2 separate regions of the Mus musculus genome follow, and region 1 is linked to region 2. A link is a contact called in public Hi-C data. All regions are on one chromosome and are shown on one strand. Each heading gives the region's core, a stretch centred on a gene start, on an enhancer-like site or on the middle of the called end of the contact. The rest is flanking DNA. Distances are from core to core; before and after follow the strand shown. Region 1 holds the start of Prrg1 (proline rich Gla (G-carboxyglutamic acid) 1). Region 2 overlaps Prrg1 (proline rich Gla (G-carboxyglutamic acid) 1).

The links. A called contact is a pair of places that touch in the nucleus more often than the background predicts.
Region 1: a Hi-C map of the MNK3 cell line shows a contact between it and region 2, with 4 times the contacts expected there. The contact joins the promoter of Prrg1 here to the enhancer-like site in region 2. A contact is called at or near these places in 6 of 39 promoter capture datasets (the 3T3-L1 cell line, 3T3-L1-derived adipocytes, the C10 cell line and 3 more), 1 of 15 datasets of contacts at CTCF or cohesin (CD8 T cells), 8 of 484 Hi-C or Micro-C datasets (3T3-L1-derived adipocytes, the AML12 cell line, the C10 cell line and 5 more), 3 of 115 datasets of contacts at active chromatin or transcription factors (CD8 T cells, embryonic stem cells and large pre-B cells) and 2 of 9 other capture datasets (adipose tissue and pancreatic islet).

Annotation. Positions count from the first base shown.
Region 1 is chrX:78,582,463-78,585,166 of GRCm38.p6, forward strand. Prrg1 (proline rich Gla (G-carboxyglutamic acid) 1) reads right to left here and starts at 1,435. Exons shown (of 4, transcript NM_027322.2): 1 at 1,307-1,435.
Region 2 is chrX:78,540,072-78,542,771 of GRCm38.p6, forward strand. The region is part of intron 1 of Prrg1 (proline rich Gla (G-carboxyglutamic acid) 1); the gene reads right to left. Among named protein-coding and RNA genes, the nearest start is that of Prrg1, 42 kb to the right of the region's middle. Within about 2 kb of position 1,265, at least 1 of the 459 cell types and tissues checked has an H3K27ac peak or open chromatin away from gene starts, as enhancers often do. A contact at or near this core is called in the MNK3 cell line, where this site is marked.

The DNA.
Region 1 (2,704 bases), core at 185-2,684, 43 kb after region 2:
AAAGTTTCTAAAGTGAGTTAGCCTAAGTATCTGGCAGCACCATATCCTTAAGAATTCTTCATTGAAACAATGAACAATACTCTAGCTAAATTTACTGACTTGTACACTGCCACATTTTCCCAAGTCTGATCATATTCTGTGACTATCAAAAGGGATTTATCTAGCTCTACTTAGCTATTCCAAGTCTTCTCCCTTTCATTCACACTCACTTATTTCTTCTGAAATACCATTATTTTTGGTTTTTCTTCTGTTGGGATTTGTAAAAACGTATAAAAATCAATCTCTCAATTTCTCTCTCTCTCTCTCTCTCTCTCTCTCTCTCTCTCTCTCTCTCTCTCTCTCTCACACACACACACACACACACACACACACACACACACACACACAGAGCAAGAACACACAAAATAGTAACCAGGCACATTCCTATGGGGAATATTCTTACTCTCAAAATCAACAGACCAGTAAAAAGAAAAAAGCCTCTGCAGAAAGTTGCTAGGTCTTTCTGGAAATTCCCCCAACTTCAGGCCCACACTGATTCCCCACCCCCTAGGGCGGCAACACAGACTTCTGAAGCAAGCCAGCCAACACGCGCGCGCTCGCTCGCTTGCAGACACACGCGCGCGCGAGCCTACACACACACACACACACACACACACACACACACACACACACACACACGTGCGCGCACGCGCGTACCCTCGCCCCCCCCCCCCCCCCGCCGCTGTCACCCACCACAGCCTACAAAACAGTTATAGCCTTTGTTAAAAAATGTCCAGGCACAATGTATCAGAAGAGGGACACATTCCCGGGGAAAGGAAAGTCATAGGAACGCCACACCCTCTATTGCAACAGTCCGGGCCAACAACCCACCTCCCCCAAATCCTCTCCCCACCGACAGGAAACCTTCCTGCCAACTCGGCACCCAGGGAAAGCAGAGGAAGGAAAAGAGTAAGCTAGGACACCGCTCGGGGGCACCAAGTAGGGGGACTGAACTTGAAGCTGGGCCACCTTCCAGGGCTCTCAAGCGAACCTTCCTGGCCTGGCCAAGCTCAAGTGAGGACTTCCAGCTTCTAAACGCCTTTCTTCTTTCTTCTAACTCGGCAGCTCCTACACACCTTTAAGTCTCCCGCCACGGCTCACTCCTCTCCACACGCAGCCGGAGGCTGGCAACCTCGAGAAGCCCCGCCACTGAAAAAGCTGCACGAGTCTCCCCTAACCGGGTCAAAGTCTTCCATACACACCCGAGTCCCTTTCTGGCTGCCAACCACGTTCTCTCCAAGGAGTCCCGCACCGCTGCCTCACTCACCGTGAGCCCCGCTCAGCTACTACGCGCTAGCAGAGCTGCAAGCCGCGCCTGCGCGCACCCGCTAGAGCCGGAGCCAGGAGCAAAGAGGGAGCCTGCAGCTGCTGCTGATGCGAAGGGCAATAGGAAGCCAGAGAACCCACATCAAGAGGGTTAAAAAAGAAGGGGCGGGGCCGGGAGGAAGTGGGAAGCAAGGGGAGTGGCCAGGCAGGGCGGGAAGGGAAGGGAAGAGTAGAGCTTCCACCACTGTGTGCTAGGCCATTGAGCTGGAGCCCAGCTAGAAAAGCTGCCTTTATCCCTTCTATGCCTCCCCAAACTAGGCCAGGTGCAAACCTTGCTTGAAGCAGAACCAAACAGTTGTAGGAGCAGCAAAGGACTACATTTGAGTGTCAAGGAATTGCCCCTTTCCCTGGGAGCAAATTTGCACTATTGCTTTTGAACAACTTTTGAGGCCAACAACCTGAATTCCCTTCAAAACAGTTTTTTTTTTCCTTAAAAGTAGGCTCTTGATTTGAAGCCCTGGCTGTTTTTATACTCTGTATATAGCCCAGGTTAGCCTCTACCTCGTGAAGATCCTGCCTCAGCCTCCCAAAGTGCTATTATTTCAGGTGTCTGCCACAGCACCCTTCTCTGAATAATTACCTTGGCAAAATCCATCTAAATGGCTTGGGAAAGGAGAACACAAGTTGTCAAATAAGTCCTATTTTTAAAGTCTTCGGTGGGTGTTTATAATTTGAACACTAAAAGACTTCTAAAGGCTCCTCTCAGATATGGGATCTAAGGCCGTGTTGTTTGGTACACTTTCTTCTGGTGTTTACCAATTCAAGAAGGCTAAAGTGATTATTATCCCATGCTGCACGCATGCTTAGTTTTAAGTTCTGAGCTTTTCTGTTTAGACTCTGGTCAGCTGTGGCATGGCATCTCATGCTTTCAGTTCAGCTATTAAAATAAGCACACCTCAGTGAACCCAAAGTGAAGAGGGTGTGGCCTTGAAGTTATTTGTTCCAAGCTAATTCCCCTACCCGGCCCTCCTTTTCTTTCTTTCTTTCTTTCTTTCTTTCTTTCTTTCTTTCTTTCTTTCTTTCTTTCTTTAACTTTAGTCATGACGGAATTAGGGCCACACTAGTTGGCCCTTCCCAATAAGTACTTTAGTTGTGGTTGGAACTTTATTTATTTATTTAGGGTTTTTTTTGTTGTTGTTGTTGTTCTTGTTTTTGTTTTTGTTTTTTGTTTTTTTTTTTTTTTGTATTATTTTGTTTTTTTGAGACAGGATTTTTTGGTATAGGCCTGGCTGTCCTGAAACTCACTCTGTAGACCAGGCTACCTTTGAACTCAGAGATCAACCTGCCTCTTTCTCCTAAGTGCTAGGATTAAAGGCTTGTGCCACAACCACCCAGCATG
Region 2 (2,700 bases), core at 15-2,514:
AAACCCATTCACATTGTTCCACAGACCTGGAATACATTCATTCTCACTACTGATTCTATGTTAGGTGCATGTTAAACTTTTTTACTATTGATGAACATTGAATTATTTTAGATATAAGTTTGCTATAAGCAGTGCTGTATACATTTCTGTCTCCTGGAATTACTGTTTCATAGAACATACCTACATTAAGCTTTATTTGTATAAAAAAATCTTTCTGTGCAAGTACCAACAGGCTTCCAGTTGTTATACATTCTTAAAGACCTTTTTAAAATTTTTTTCAGTACTCTGATAGAAGGAAGTAGTGGCATGCTGTACATTATTTTTTTTTAACCAAGTGAGACATTTGAACATACTTATATGTGTTAACTGGTCTTTTGGAGATCTTTTGTACAGTATTTGCTTCAAGTCATATCCACTGAAGTATATATTTTTGTCTGTATTTTAAATGTTTTAGTTTATTATTTGTGTTTATATGCACACACATGTGTACATGCACATGTGATATGTATTTGCAGCCATTTGTGTCATGGCACATGTTTAGAGGTCAGAGAACAACTTTGTTGAGACAGCACTCCACTTTCTCCTTATGTGGAGTCCAATGAACAAAGTCAGGTCACCAGTCCTACATGGCAAGTACCTTTATCCACTGACACTTCACTGGCCTTATTTCATTGCTTTTTGAATACAGGGTCTCACATAAGCAAGGCTGTCCTCAAACTTAGTATGTAGCTCAGGCTGGTCTTGAACTCTTGGTTATCTTACCTCAAACTCCCAAATATATGAGACAGGAAGCCAGGTGGAACATATACTTTTAAAATAAGCAAACAGTCATAATTATATAAATGTTCCCTATGGCTTTGTGAAAACAAAGGCTTGAGCAGTAGAAGAGTCATTAAGACAAAGAGGGCCAGCAAGATGTCTCAAGGGGTACAGGTGCTTAACACCCAATCTGGGCAACTTTACTTCAAACCTCAGAACCCATGTAAGGGTACAAGAAGAGAACTGACTTCAAAAAGTTGTCCTCTGACTTCCATATGTGCATGTGCTCACACACAAATATCATGTGCACACAAAATATAATAATTTTTAAAAGATAAAGAACATCAAGTGGGAATATCAATAGTTATCTCTTCCAGTATATAAAGATTGAGAATGAAAACTAGAAAAGTAGTAATGAAAATGAACCTCTAAAGCAAGAACAAGACAAGGGAAGGGGCAGGGGATATTATGAAGACAAAACACATGAGTAGGATCTGAATCTTTTTAGTAGATTGGAAGGAAACCACAAAAAAGAAATAGGTCAAGAAACATGTTACCCATAGTCACAGTCCAGAAGGGCTTTTTGAAATAAAACAGGGTATAGATGGTCTTTAGCCTGTTTTTTAGTGCTATGCAATTTAGCGCAGTTCAGTGCTCTTAGGATAAAACACTAAATTTTGCATAAACAGACATGGATCCTACCTGTAAGTGGTATACATATCTCAAGGGTCAAAAATTCATCCTTTAAAGATACGATTGAATTAGCCAGTAAGGATGTATTAACCTTTCTTTAAACTCACAAGCCAACATTAAACTTTCCTTTCCTTCTTTTTTCTTTCTTTTATGAGTTACCAGAATGTACCATAGCATTAGCTGCTTATTTTTACTTTACTTATTAAATTTTAATAAGACTCTTCAGATAGCAGAACAATCAGTTAAAGAAAGTTAATATTACGGGACAAGATCAATGCCTAATGGACACCATATATAAGTGAAAAAGGAGAAATAATGTGGCTTTGGGTTTCAAAATATTAAGCACATCACAGCACAGAATTTCAGCCTGAAATGCAAAACAATATATATACGTTTTTTTAATGTGGTCTTATAAGAGGTTTAAAATAAATTAGATCATATGTAAAGCGCTCAACACAACAATAACTAGAAAAGCAGAATAGATTGTCACAATTAAAATTCTGCCATTATTATATTGTATGCCACCAAAACAGATATTGAATAATCACTGCAAATAGCATACAAAAGGAATTCGATATGTCTTGGAGGCCTTAAAAGGAAAAAGACCTTTATAAGCTATGTATTGCTATTACATCACTATCTAACAAATCATGCCACTGTAATGAAAATACTTAAGGATATTACATTAAAGTCATTGAGAGAACTAAAACTCAATTGCTTGCATACACAATTAAAACATTAACCTCAATTCTAAAGACTGAATATGGAGCTGCCAAGATGCCTCTGCAGTTAAAAGCGTTTGGTGCTACTACAGCGGACCTAGGGTCTGGTTCCCAACACCCATATCAGGTTGTTCACAACTACTTGTAATTCCAGTTCCATGGGATCTGATGCTTGCTTCTGGCTTCCTTAGCTACCAGGCATGCACATGATGCACATACATACATATGTGCAGGTACTTACACAGACACATAAAGTAAAAATCAATGAATCTTCAGAGAATGATTATTTTGAATAATGAAATTCTTAAATAAACAATACTCATATATAGTTTCTTTAATGATTGTTTCTCTTGGGTTCAAAATCCACTCAACTCCCAGCAAAAAAAAATTATTCAAGGGCTGGAGCTATAGCTCATTTTCGAGTGTTTACCTAACATATACAAGTCTCTAAGTTTAAACCCTTGCACCTTAAAAATATTTAATAAGGAAGTGATTTTTCTTATCAAAGATCTTTCTCCTATAAATA